2 separate regions of the Salvelinus alpinus genome follow, and region 2 is linked to region 1. Evidence: chromatin contacts called from public Hi-C data. All regions are on one chromosome and are shown on one strand. Each heading gives the region's core, a stretch centred on a gene start, on an enhancer-like site or on the middle of the called end of the contact. The rest is flanking DNA. Distances are from core to core; before and after follow the strand shown. Region 1 holds the start of fam53c (family with sequence similarity 53 member C). Region 2 holds the start of LOC139537834 (T-cell immunoglobulin and mucin domain-containing protein 4-like).

Region 1 (5,403 bases), core at 912-3,411:
CAAGCAATCTTAGTAGAAATCCTGAAGGCTTGTTTCCCTAGGTCCCAGGCAGGGATGCGTTTGGCCCCACGAAACCTGGATCCAGCTCACATGGAAGGCAATGAATCTGTTCTGAAACGACGGCAGAAACAGGTTCAGTACGGCAAGAACACCTCTGGCTACCAGAATTACCTGGAGCAAGTTCCCAAGTATGACAACTGATTATTATCTGTTTATTTTTTTGCAATCAGAAAAGGGCACGGTAACTAGGTTCTAAAGGATAACTAATGGCCTGCGAAAAGCCCTAAACACATTTACTGAACTATTTATTGGATGAAACCTTGGAAACTTAAAAGTTGGCTATAAATGTAAGTCTCCATGAGTAGGTGGAATATTTATTCATTCTTTTCTCCCCTATCTGATTACAAGGCGTCTGAGAATCTCTGGGCTGCACCCATCCACTCCAAACAAATATAGAAAATACAGCCGCCGTTCCTGGGACATGCAGGTTCGCCTTTGGCGGAGAGCTCTGCATGCGTGGGACCCTCTGTCTGAACCGCATGGAGAAGCTGAGGAACAAGACCCTCTTGACCAACTGTAGGTATTGGGTGTCTTTACATTTGTAATAGTATTTGCTTGTCTTAAGTTGACCCGATCAATTCTTGACTATATGCAGGCAGGGGTTGCTTGAGCAGATGAATTGCGAGCTATATGAAGACTGTAGTGGTAAAGAGAGGACCAGAGGGATGCTGTCAAACTCCAAAGCCCCCTTCTCCTCTAAACCTGCAGTAATGTCATTCAACAGTCCCTGGATGTTTCCCCATGGATCTCAGGTGTGTCAGTTTTACTCTTTTTAACTGTCGTGGGATTTAACTTCTTTTTTTTTTCATCCCCCCCGATTTTGTCTTGTATTTGGAGAACTGTACAGACTGTGACTTGCCTCTCTTTAGGTGGATGTGTCGGGTCCTCAGGTGCCATCCTCCCAGCCAGGCTTGGGGTACGCCTTTAGCAGTCATCTAACAGCTGATGAGAATGTGGTGGGATGGCTGAGATTTCTCCTGGAAACTGACCACTCCCGCGATCAACAGGCGCACCTGCAGGGCGACCGGCTACTGTGGAAGCCATACTGATCATTGCTGTCAGTCACAGCGGTAGATCTTTTGGGTATATCCTAATAGACTTGCAGGGTTGCACTGGGTGTTGTGCTGACTATGAAAGGGATGATTGCTGTAAAATATTTACAACTTTTGGGTTCACTTTTTACACTTTGGTTATGGTTTTGTATCGCACATTTTCAAACTGCTTCACTAATCATGTACCTACATTAATGTCTATTTGGACCCACTGTAATTCACTTTTTTTGCACCGTTTACCTTTGTCACAATTACATTTAGTTAAGTTTTCACTGCCCCATCCTCTCTAAAACAGGATTCTATCCTGACCTGCCTGAATTCTGTTTTCTCTCTAAAGAGTAAAGATGTATTAGCTTTGTTGCGTTTGGCTCACCAGCCACATCACCATGTTCACCAGTCTGTGACCCAACTGACTGTCAGGCTCTATACGGTCTCATGCACCATCCTCTCCTGCCTACCTAGCTGTTTTTCTAAAAACAATGTCGATGGGGAAAATGCTATCACTTTGTTTAGTAGTTTTTTTATTCTTTTTTTTTTTTTTCTTAATTGTATTTTTGTACAACCTGAGTACTGATGCAGAACGAAATTAATAAAGATATGTTCCAAATTGAATATGTGGAAAATTGACTCTGGGGAAATGGCACTAGGCTCCAACATACTAACTGTATTACGCCAATCAGCCACAAGATGACACTATACGCTTAGGGTGTTTTTTGTTTTGTTTTTACTTGCCACACCAATACCCGCCAATTTGACGCAAATGTATTGTGGGATGATCAATGCGTCTTAGAGCCTAATATAAAAAGTTATCGATTCCAATGTTGGGCCCTGACACTATTTGTCAGGTCTTATCAATTTGTCACGTAAACAACTGATCCTGATATAGCGAACTACAAGTCCCACAACAGTTTTGTCGGTTCAGTCCAATTTTTGCATATTCCAAACATGAATGACATTTTGAGCTAACTTTTTATTTCCAGCATAAATTCCGAGCTATTTTAAATTTGTCGACTTATATTTTGTTTGAACTATTGAATACTCACTGCTTGCCCCCCCTCCCCCCTTCTCACGGTAAATGTTATTTATGAATTCCAATCGCTTACGGGCGTGTGAATGTTTTTTTTAAATGGACGACTGGATGAATTGATTGTAGGCGATGTATTTTTCAAAGGGCGATAGTATCTTTAGATATTTGACACGCTGATCATATTAGATTTTATGTTCCAGATATTGGAATCGACGAATGGTCTGGTACATGTTATGCTTTTTAATAGGTCAATACATCGGAGACCCATAGCCGAACACTAGCGCGGCTGACTAGTCGGGAGCTGCACAGGCTACAAATTGGGTTTATCCTTCATGAGCAGTATTTAACCCGTGTGTGCAAGGCCTAAGGTCCGGTGGGGTTCTTGGTCAAGGTAAGAACGACATTAAATCAAGTAGCCGTTACAAAAAGTTATTGATACCAGCCTCATTAATCAGAAAAATAGCTCACTGCATTATATTCTGCATGGCCGTGTTTTGCTAGCACGCGTCCTAGACACAGCGCAGAGGTCCTAGGGTGTAGCAATAAATGCATGCAATAGCTCGCGAGCCTCGATAGCTAGGGATTGAATCAGATGGTGGGGAGGGAGTCATTGTAATTGACTAATTTAAGGCCAACAACCTATGTTGATTTTAATGTGTATGTGTTTGTCTGCAAATCGGCATAATCAGTTAAATTGACGTAGGCTGAGCTAACGTTAGCTTGCTAGCCATAGACATTACGATTTGCGCTTGCGTTAACTGACCGGCTAGTTAGCTACCATAGCATCAGATTGTCACAGTGCGGCTAGTTGTGGATCTAACGTTACATCCACAACTAGCTACCAATGTTAGCGGAATACCTAACGTTAGTTTTATTTGATATAGCGATGAGAATGCTTAATATCATGTGAACGGGTTTAGACCGACCTTCAAAACTACGATATAATAATTGTGAATGAATAGCTACTATTGCACACTGGATATGTTTGTAATGGACTACAGGGTTGCCAGTTTGTGTTATCTACTAGCTAGCCCTATGTAGCCGTCATTCTGGCTTTCCAAATGCCCCCCCCCCCCTCAAAATGGTAGCTACCGAACAAACTAGCTATTTCTCAATCTGTTCCATTGGCAATTTTATCATGCAGAAGAGCCAATTGATAGATATGGCAAGCTTGATAACATACGCACCATACACACACGTACATATAGATTTTGTGTTGTAAATCAGTGGCCTGAGGGTACACACTTAATGTGTTTTGAAATGTAATGTTTTTCATTGTATATAAGTTAACTGCCTTCATTTTGCTGGACCGCAGGAAGAGTAGCTACTGCATTGGTAGCAGCTAATGGGGATCCATAATAAATACAAAAATAATTTGCAAGATTGGACCTCAGTATGACCCCCTTTCAAATGTACATATCCATCATTAAAGGGATACTTACGGACTTTGGCAATGAGGCTCTTTGTTTATCTTCTCCAGAGTCAGGTGGATACCATTTTTATGTTGGTGTCCAGTATGAAGTAAGAGTAAGTTTTGCGAGCCAATGATAACTAGCGTTAGCGCAATGACTGGAAGTCTATGAGTATCTGCTAGTGCAATGACTGGACGTCTATGGGTATCTACTAGCATGCTAGCAGATACCATAGGCTTCCAGTTCATTGAGCTCGCCAGCTTGTAGTCCTAAAAAACGGAATGATTTATCTCTGGTTTGTTCAGACATTCCTATGGGGAAAGAATAGGGTTTTGTAATAACCTCAGACATTATTGTTGCCGTTTAACACCGGTTTATGAGATCTTATACGATTTGTTCTATGAGATATCAGTCAGTTAACATGACCTTCGTGAATTATGAAGCCTTTATGAGCTTTGTTGTGCTTTATTACATACATGCTTAAAAATTCACAGAAAGGGACGTTAGCTGATGAAGATTATATCGTAGAACAAAACGTACAAGATCTCCTAAGCCTGCTTACCACAGACCTTATTTTCGGTGTTTATCAACAACAAAATATTGTAACGACCCTGGGTTTATAAGCGCGGAAATCGACTACGCCGCACGAGCATGCTTTTGCGGCACAGTCGATAGCGCGCCGGACCTCGGGCTAGAAGGTCGAGGGTTCGAGACCTGCTCCATGCCTGTTTCATTACAATATTAAAAAACAACTCCATTCATTTTCTCCATAGACTTTGTTCAACAAACCATGGCGGATTTAGTGCCTATAAAAAGACGCTATTACTATTGCCATATACTTCCAATCATGGCGCTAGCTGTAGTTAACTTCCTTCAAACTGCACGCAGAGAAATAAAAAATGGCATCCACAAGTTTATCTGACTCTGGGGAAATAGATACATTTCCTCATTGCCAAAATCCCAAAGTATCCTTTTAAGGTTACTGGTTGAGATATTCGTTTTTGGTTAAATGTTCTGGTTGTTGGACATGTGCTTAGTGATCAATGCCATCTGGAATCTAGGGGATGTCCATAACCTTAACCCTTACCCTAACCATTTTACATTTTAATTTCAATGGGATAGGGACGTCCCAGGGATTCCGGATAGCGTGGACTGTTCAAGAAACCCAGAGTGGCTTCATCAGGCAGGTAAGCCCTGAACAGCAGGCACCTTGAGCCTTCATGCTTTCCCCAGGCACCTGTCACCAATCTTTCTGCACTTACATAGTGTGTGTCTGAACACATGTTAATGTGCATGTTTCCTAAAGGTTTGTTCAGTGGTTGAGTATCTCAAAGTCAGTCTCCATCTTCTAGGTCTGGAGACTTTTGACAGAGAAAGGGATGGGTCACCAAAGTCAATATGGCCAACTGTACAGAATATGATGAAAATGGGATTATTGCAAATGTCCTAAAACATTTAGACAGATTTCCCATTTAAGAGGCACCACCACCGTTTTAAACACCTGCTCCTGTTTTGGAGCTTAATGAAGGTGACCCTTGTACTGCCTTTTCCTGTTGAGAAGACAAAAGTGGCAACAGGGCTCCTGTTGTGTGTCTGATTTCTCCCTTCAGGTGAGCTGACTACAGTGATGAACATGCCCCAGTGAGACTGGGCAGGGCAACCTGGCCCAGAGGAGTACTGGAGGTGCCAGAATAGCTTGGCTACTCACAATCAGACGGACGAACAGACAGAGGGTCACCCCTCCCCCTTACCCACCTCCCCTACTCCTCGCAACCATGCCATGGTCACACTGATCGTCGAGCGTCTGCGGGAACATATTCTGGACGGCAACACTCACCAAACGGCCCTCAAC
Region 2 (5,664 bases), core at 2,751-5,250, 160 kb after region 1:
ATGATGAAAGCAGACATTCTTGTTGAGCATCTGATAATCTACCAGTTGTACAGGAGTGGTTAAAACATGCTAATAATGGTCCTCTGAGTAGATCAATAAAGGTTTGGTATACCTCAACTGGTATACCATCTAGCCCTGGAGTTTGGTATACCTCAACTGGTATACCATCTAGCCCTGGAGTTTGGTATACCTCAACTGGTATACCATCCAGCCCTGGAGTTTGGTATACCTCAACTGGTATACCATCTAGCCCTGGAGTTTGGTATACCTCAACTGGTATACCATCCAGCCTTGGAGTTTGGTATACCTCAACTGGTATACCATCCAGCCCAGGAGTTTGGTATACCTCAACTGGTATACCATCCAGCCCAGGAGATGTAACACTCCATCACTCTGTTGCTTGGTCAAATAGCCCTTATACAGCCTGGAAGTGTGTTGGGTCATTGTCCTGTTGAAAAACAAATGATAGTCCCACTAAGCGCAAACCAGATGGGATGGCGTATCGCTGCAGAATGCTGTGGTAGCCATGCTGGTTAGGTGTGCCTTGAATTATAAATAAATCACAGAGAGTGTCACCAGCAAAGCACTCCCACACACCACACCTCCTTCTCCATGCTTCACGGTGGGAACCACACATGCAGAGATCATCCATTCACCTACTCTCCGTCTCACAAAGACACGGCGGTTGGAAACCAAAATCTCAAATTTGGACTCATCAGACCAAAGGTCAGATTTCCACTGGTCTAATGTCCATTGCTCGTGTTTCTTGGCCAAAGCAAGTCTCTTCTTATTATTGGTGTTCTTTGGTAGTGGTTTCTGTGCAGCAATTTGACCATGAAGGCCTGATTCACGCAATCTCCTCTGAACAGTTGATGTTGAGATGTGTCTGTTACTTGAACTCTGTGAGGTGCAATCTGAGGTGCAGTTAATTGCCGATTTCTGAGGCTGGTAACTCTAATGAACTTATCCTCTGCAGCAAAGGTAACTCTGGATCTTCCTTTCATGTGGCGGTCCTCATGAGAGCCAGTTTCATCATAGCGCTTGATGGTTTTTGCGACGGCACATGAAGAAACTTTCAAAGTGTTTAATTTTCCGCATTGACTGACCTTCATGTCTTAAAATAATGATTGCCTGTTGTTTCTCTTTGCTTATTTGAGCGGTTCTTGACATAATATTTGGTCTTTTATCTAATAGGGCTATCTTCTGTATACCACCCCAACCTTGTCACAACACAATTGATTGACTCAAACGCATTAAGAAAAGAAATTCCACAAATTAACACACCTGTTAATTGGCAGGTAGCCTAGTGGTTAGAACATTGGACTAGTAACCGAAAGGTTGCAAGATCGAGTCCCTGAGCTGACAAGGTAAAAATCTGTCATTCTGCCCCTGAACAAGGCAGTTAACCCACTGTTCCTAAGCCATAATTGAAAATAATAATTTGTTCTTAACTGACGTGCCTAGTTAAATAAAGGAAAAATAAATAATATTGAAATGCATTCCAGGTGACTACCCCATGAAGCTGGTTGAGAGAATGCCAAGAGTGTGCAAAGCTGTCATCAAGGCAAAGGGTGGCTACTTTGTAGAATCTCAAATATAAAATATGTAACACTTTTTTGGTTACTACGTGATTCCATATGTGTTATTTCATAGTTTTGATGTCTTCACTATTATTATACAATGTAGAAAATAGTAGAAATAAAGAAAAACTCTGGAATGAGTAGGTGTGTCCAAACTTTTGACTGGTACTGTATATCTCACTAGATCAGGATATTTAAGCCTCCATTTATCCGCTAGTTCCAATATATCTATGATATTTGTGATTTCCTTAAGTGCATGAGGGTGTTTGTAGTGTGATTTTTCTTTACGGTCCATTGAGGTATTTAAAACCGTATTATAATCTCCCACCATAATAATAGAGTCTTGTATTGCTTTTAGGCTAGATTAATTATTATATATATTTTAACAGAAGCATGGATCATCATTATTTAGACCGTACAGATTAATGAGCCAAATCTGTTTATGGTCCAATAACATATTTCAAAAAATCTACTTTACGGGATCTGATTGGACAATTAGCTTATTCAGATAAAAAAATATTGTTAATTAATAACATCACCCCTTTTAAGTCTTTGCCCACGGGAGAAGTATATCCCCCCCAGTCCCTTTCCCCCCAAAAATCCAAAATAGTTGAATGATTTTCCTGTAAACCATAGATTATTAGATTATATTCCTTCTCTTTTACCGTAAACACTGATCTTCTTGTCTTATTAACTGCTAAGTTACAATTATAACTGGCTATACTTATTTCACCATAATGAGATACACATTTCAATTCTATTTATCATTATATATGTTGGTAAACTTACCATTAAAAAGTACCATAATGATTGACTGTCCATATAACTGTACCATGTTATTTGCATTGCTATTGAGTAAACCTCCAATTGTTCTCCACTATTCCAGCCACTAAAGCCTCCTTATTGGGTCACTTCCTCAATCTGGTGTGGTCTTGGGTCACTTCCTCAATCTGTTGTGGTCTTGGGTCTCATTAGTCATAATTACAGTATTACCTCACAGACATTTACCATAGACCTAATGGTTTTGCTAATTAGGCCTACATGTCCCATCGATAGATATTGCACAGTGATTCAGTCATTCTCTTGGCATATTGTGGTGATTCAACTACTGTGTCAGTTGGAAGATGATAATAGTCTACTTACATTTGGAGTACCGTAGCAAATCTTTCCCATCGCTTTCCTGCAATTACATCAGTAAGATGTTCATCGAGAGAATTAGTTCTTATTATACAGGCAAAGGTATAGATGGTGTGTACTTACTCATGACGAGTACAGACACAATCCCCACGCCTGTCAGAACAAGTAGAATGGACACCAGTATCACAGCCAGGTCGTTGCCTCTCGTCTCCTGTAGACATCACAGATTCATATCAGTTAAAACGGCATCTCACAGCAGTGTTTCGTATTTTTGCAGGAATTGCAGTATGTTGTCAAGCTTACTGGTTTTGATTCGCTGTAATATACCGTGGATGAATACTCAGTAGATATTGAGGTCACAGGACCTACACAATCAGGAAGTAAAAGTATGTTTTCACGTGTAAGAATAATACTGCAATAAAAAAAACGATGTAAAATAAGACTTCTATGGACTGACATCATGTTATTCTGTAGGCTGTGTTCCGTACCGTGGTTGTGGTTGTCCGTGGTCTGTGGGGTTATGGTCACATTGGCAGATGTCTGCGATGTTGTCGGGAAAGGTGCTGAAATCAGACAGTAAAAAAATACTAACTGCTCAGCTTGAACAAGTATACATGCTGTGAAATCATAATATTCCTTAGTAGGCTCACAATTCTCATCTGATAAGCATCAAGTTATATCCTGGCATGTTGTGCATTCTTTACCTTTCTCAATGGTCAAGGTGACGTGATATTTCTCATCATTGAACAATCCAACGTACTGCACTCGACATCCATATGTTCCAGAGTCTATCTCTGTAGTATTGGAGATGGTTAGAGTGACATCCCCCGTCTTCAAATCACCCAATAACTGATACTTAACTGACGATCTACGTGTCACTTCAGATCCATCAGTTGAGATTATTTCATTGTCACAACCACCAGAGATCGGTATGGTTCCTTTCCCCCAGCAAATGTGTTGGAGACCATGAGATTTGGCATCATATTTAAATGGCAGAGTGATATTCTGACCCTCAATACCAATGACTTGACTGCATTCACTGACTGAAAATGAGAGAGAAGAAGTAGTGAGAACTGAATTTTATTTTAAATCCTATTCATTTACTTATTAACCAGGCTAAAAGAGATATATCGAGCATCACTAACCTGAAAGTAGACAGAGGAGAAACCAGCCTGAAATGCAGCGAGTCTCCATGATCGGGTTGTCACTTTCTCACTCTCATGTGTCAGGTCTTTAATAAAGACAAATCAAATCGCCTGATCACATGACTTCCTCTCATTCTCAACTACTGACAGCTGTTTCCTTTGCGCTCAGAAAAGCAGAGGTTCTTCTGTTTTACCCTTCCAAATAATGCACACAGACTTGCACACGTTTTAGGCAAGTTCACATAATTCATCATTAATTGAAAATAAATTAAATCCAGTGCATGATTTTTTTTAACCTTTATTTAACTAGGCAAGAAGAAGGTTAAGAACAAATTCTTATTCAGTTAACAGTGGGTTAATTGCCTTGTTCAAGGGCAGAACAACAGATTTTTACCTTGTCAACTCACAGATTTGAACTTGCAACCTTTCGGTTACTATTCCAACGCTCTAACCACTAGGCTACGCTGCCATATGAAATAGAGCCACAGGTACACCTCCAATTGACTCAAATTATGTCAATTAGGCTACCAGAAGCTTCTAAAGCCATGACATCATTTTATGGAATTTTCCAAGCTGTTTAAAGGCACAGTCAACTTAGTGTATGTAAACTTCTGACCCACTGGAATTGTGTTACAGTGAATTATAAGTGAAATAATCTCTCTGTAAACAATTGTTGGAAAAATTACTTCTGTCATGCACAAAGTAGATGTCCTAACCGACTTGCCAAAACTATAGTTTGTTAACAAGAAATGTGTGGATTGGTTGAAAAACTAGTTTTAATGACTCCAACCTAAGTGTACGTAAACTTCCGACTTCAACTGTATGTTTGGATCACCCAATATGTCTGTAAGAGCTTCATAGTTCTGTGGATCTGCTTGGTGTCTTAAGTCCTCTCACATGGGTTCTTTCACTGGGGTGTTCCTGCTGCAGACGCTGGGGGAACTGGCAGATTCTCCTCTGGTGCGGCTATTCCTTGACAGTCTCCGACCTATAGATGCACAGTGGCAGTGCATAGAAAGAGTGAGGTGGGGGCAGACAATGTTTCAACAGTCATTATTAGTAATGGCCCAAGATAGCAGACCTGGGTTCAAATACTATTAGAAATCGTTCAAATATTTTACTTTAACCTTCCTGGAGTTTCAGGTGAGAAGGATGTTTCTATTGGTTTCATTGCAACAGGCAAGCTCAATCAAGCACAGACATTATTGGTATGAGAATGGCGCAGCCGTTTTACGGGCTCCTGACTAATTCTGCAATTTTTTAATTTTTTTTGCACTGCTCGTCACTCTTTTTGTACATAATGTTTTCGCCATGGTTTCTTATTACCAAAAATATCTTCTGGACATCAGAACAGCAATCACTAACGTTGGCCCTAATCCCTGAGACGCAGGACATACTGGTCCCCCCGGACCAGGCCTTAATCCCTGAGACGCAGGACATACTGCTCCACCGGGACCAGGCCCTAATCCCTGAGACGCAGGACATACTGCTCCACCGGGACCAGGCCCTAATCCCTGAGACGCAGGACATACTGCTCCACCGGGACCAGGCCCTAATCCCTGAGACGCAGGACATACTGCTCCCCCTGAACCAGGCCCTAATCCCTGAGACTCAGGACATACTGCTCCCCCGGACCAGGCCCTAATCCCTGAGACGCAGGACATACTGCTCCCCCTGAACCAGGCCCCTAATCCCTGAGACTCAGAAAATAAAAAGGCGGCGTAAGAGAGGCCGATGTGCGGGCACCCTGACAAAACTAAATCGGCGAGTAGATAAACCGCCTCGACTCTCCAATCTATTGG

What was found. Hi-C and Micro-C count contacts between places; a contact is called where the count stands out from the background.
Region 2: a Hi-C map of muscle shows a contact between it and region 1, with 6 times the contacts expected there. The contact joins the promoter of LOC139537834 here to the promoter of fam53c in region 1. A contact is called at or near these places in 2 of 3 Hi-C or Micro-C datasets (muscle and red muscle).

What each region holds. Positions count from the first base shown.
Region 1 is chr13:48,262,016-48,267,418 of SLU_Salpinus.1, forward strand. It overlaps fam53c (family with sequence similarity 53 member C), which reads left to right and starts at 2,162. Exons shown (of 6, transcript XM_071339646.1): 1 at 2,162-2,530; 2 at 4,674-4,738; 3 at 5,162-5,403. The coding sequence starts at 5,332. It overlaps slbp2 (stem-loop binding protein 2), which reads left to right. Exons shown (of 8, transcript XM_071339649.1): 5 at 42-188; 6 at 409-576; 7 at 656-812; 8 at 930-1,724. The coding sequence ends at 1,109.
Region 2 is chr13:48,418,197-48,423,860 of SLU_Salpinus.1, forward strand. It overlaps LOC139537834 (T-cell immunoglobulin and mucin domain-containing protein 4-like), which reads right to left and starts at 4,001. Exons shown (of 7, transcript XM_071339659.1): 1 at 3,863-4,001; 2 at 3,422-3,760; 3 at 3,206-3,280; 4 at 3,021-3,082; 5 at 2,841-2,928; 6 at 2,724-2,760. The coding sequence starts at 3,911.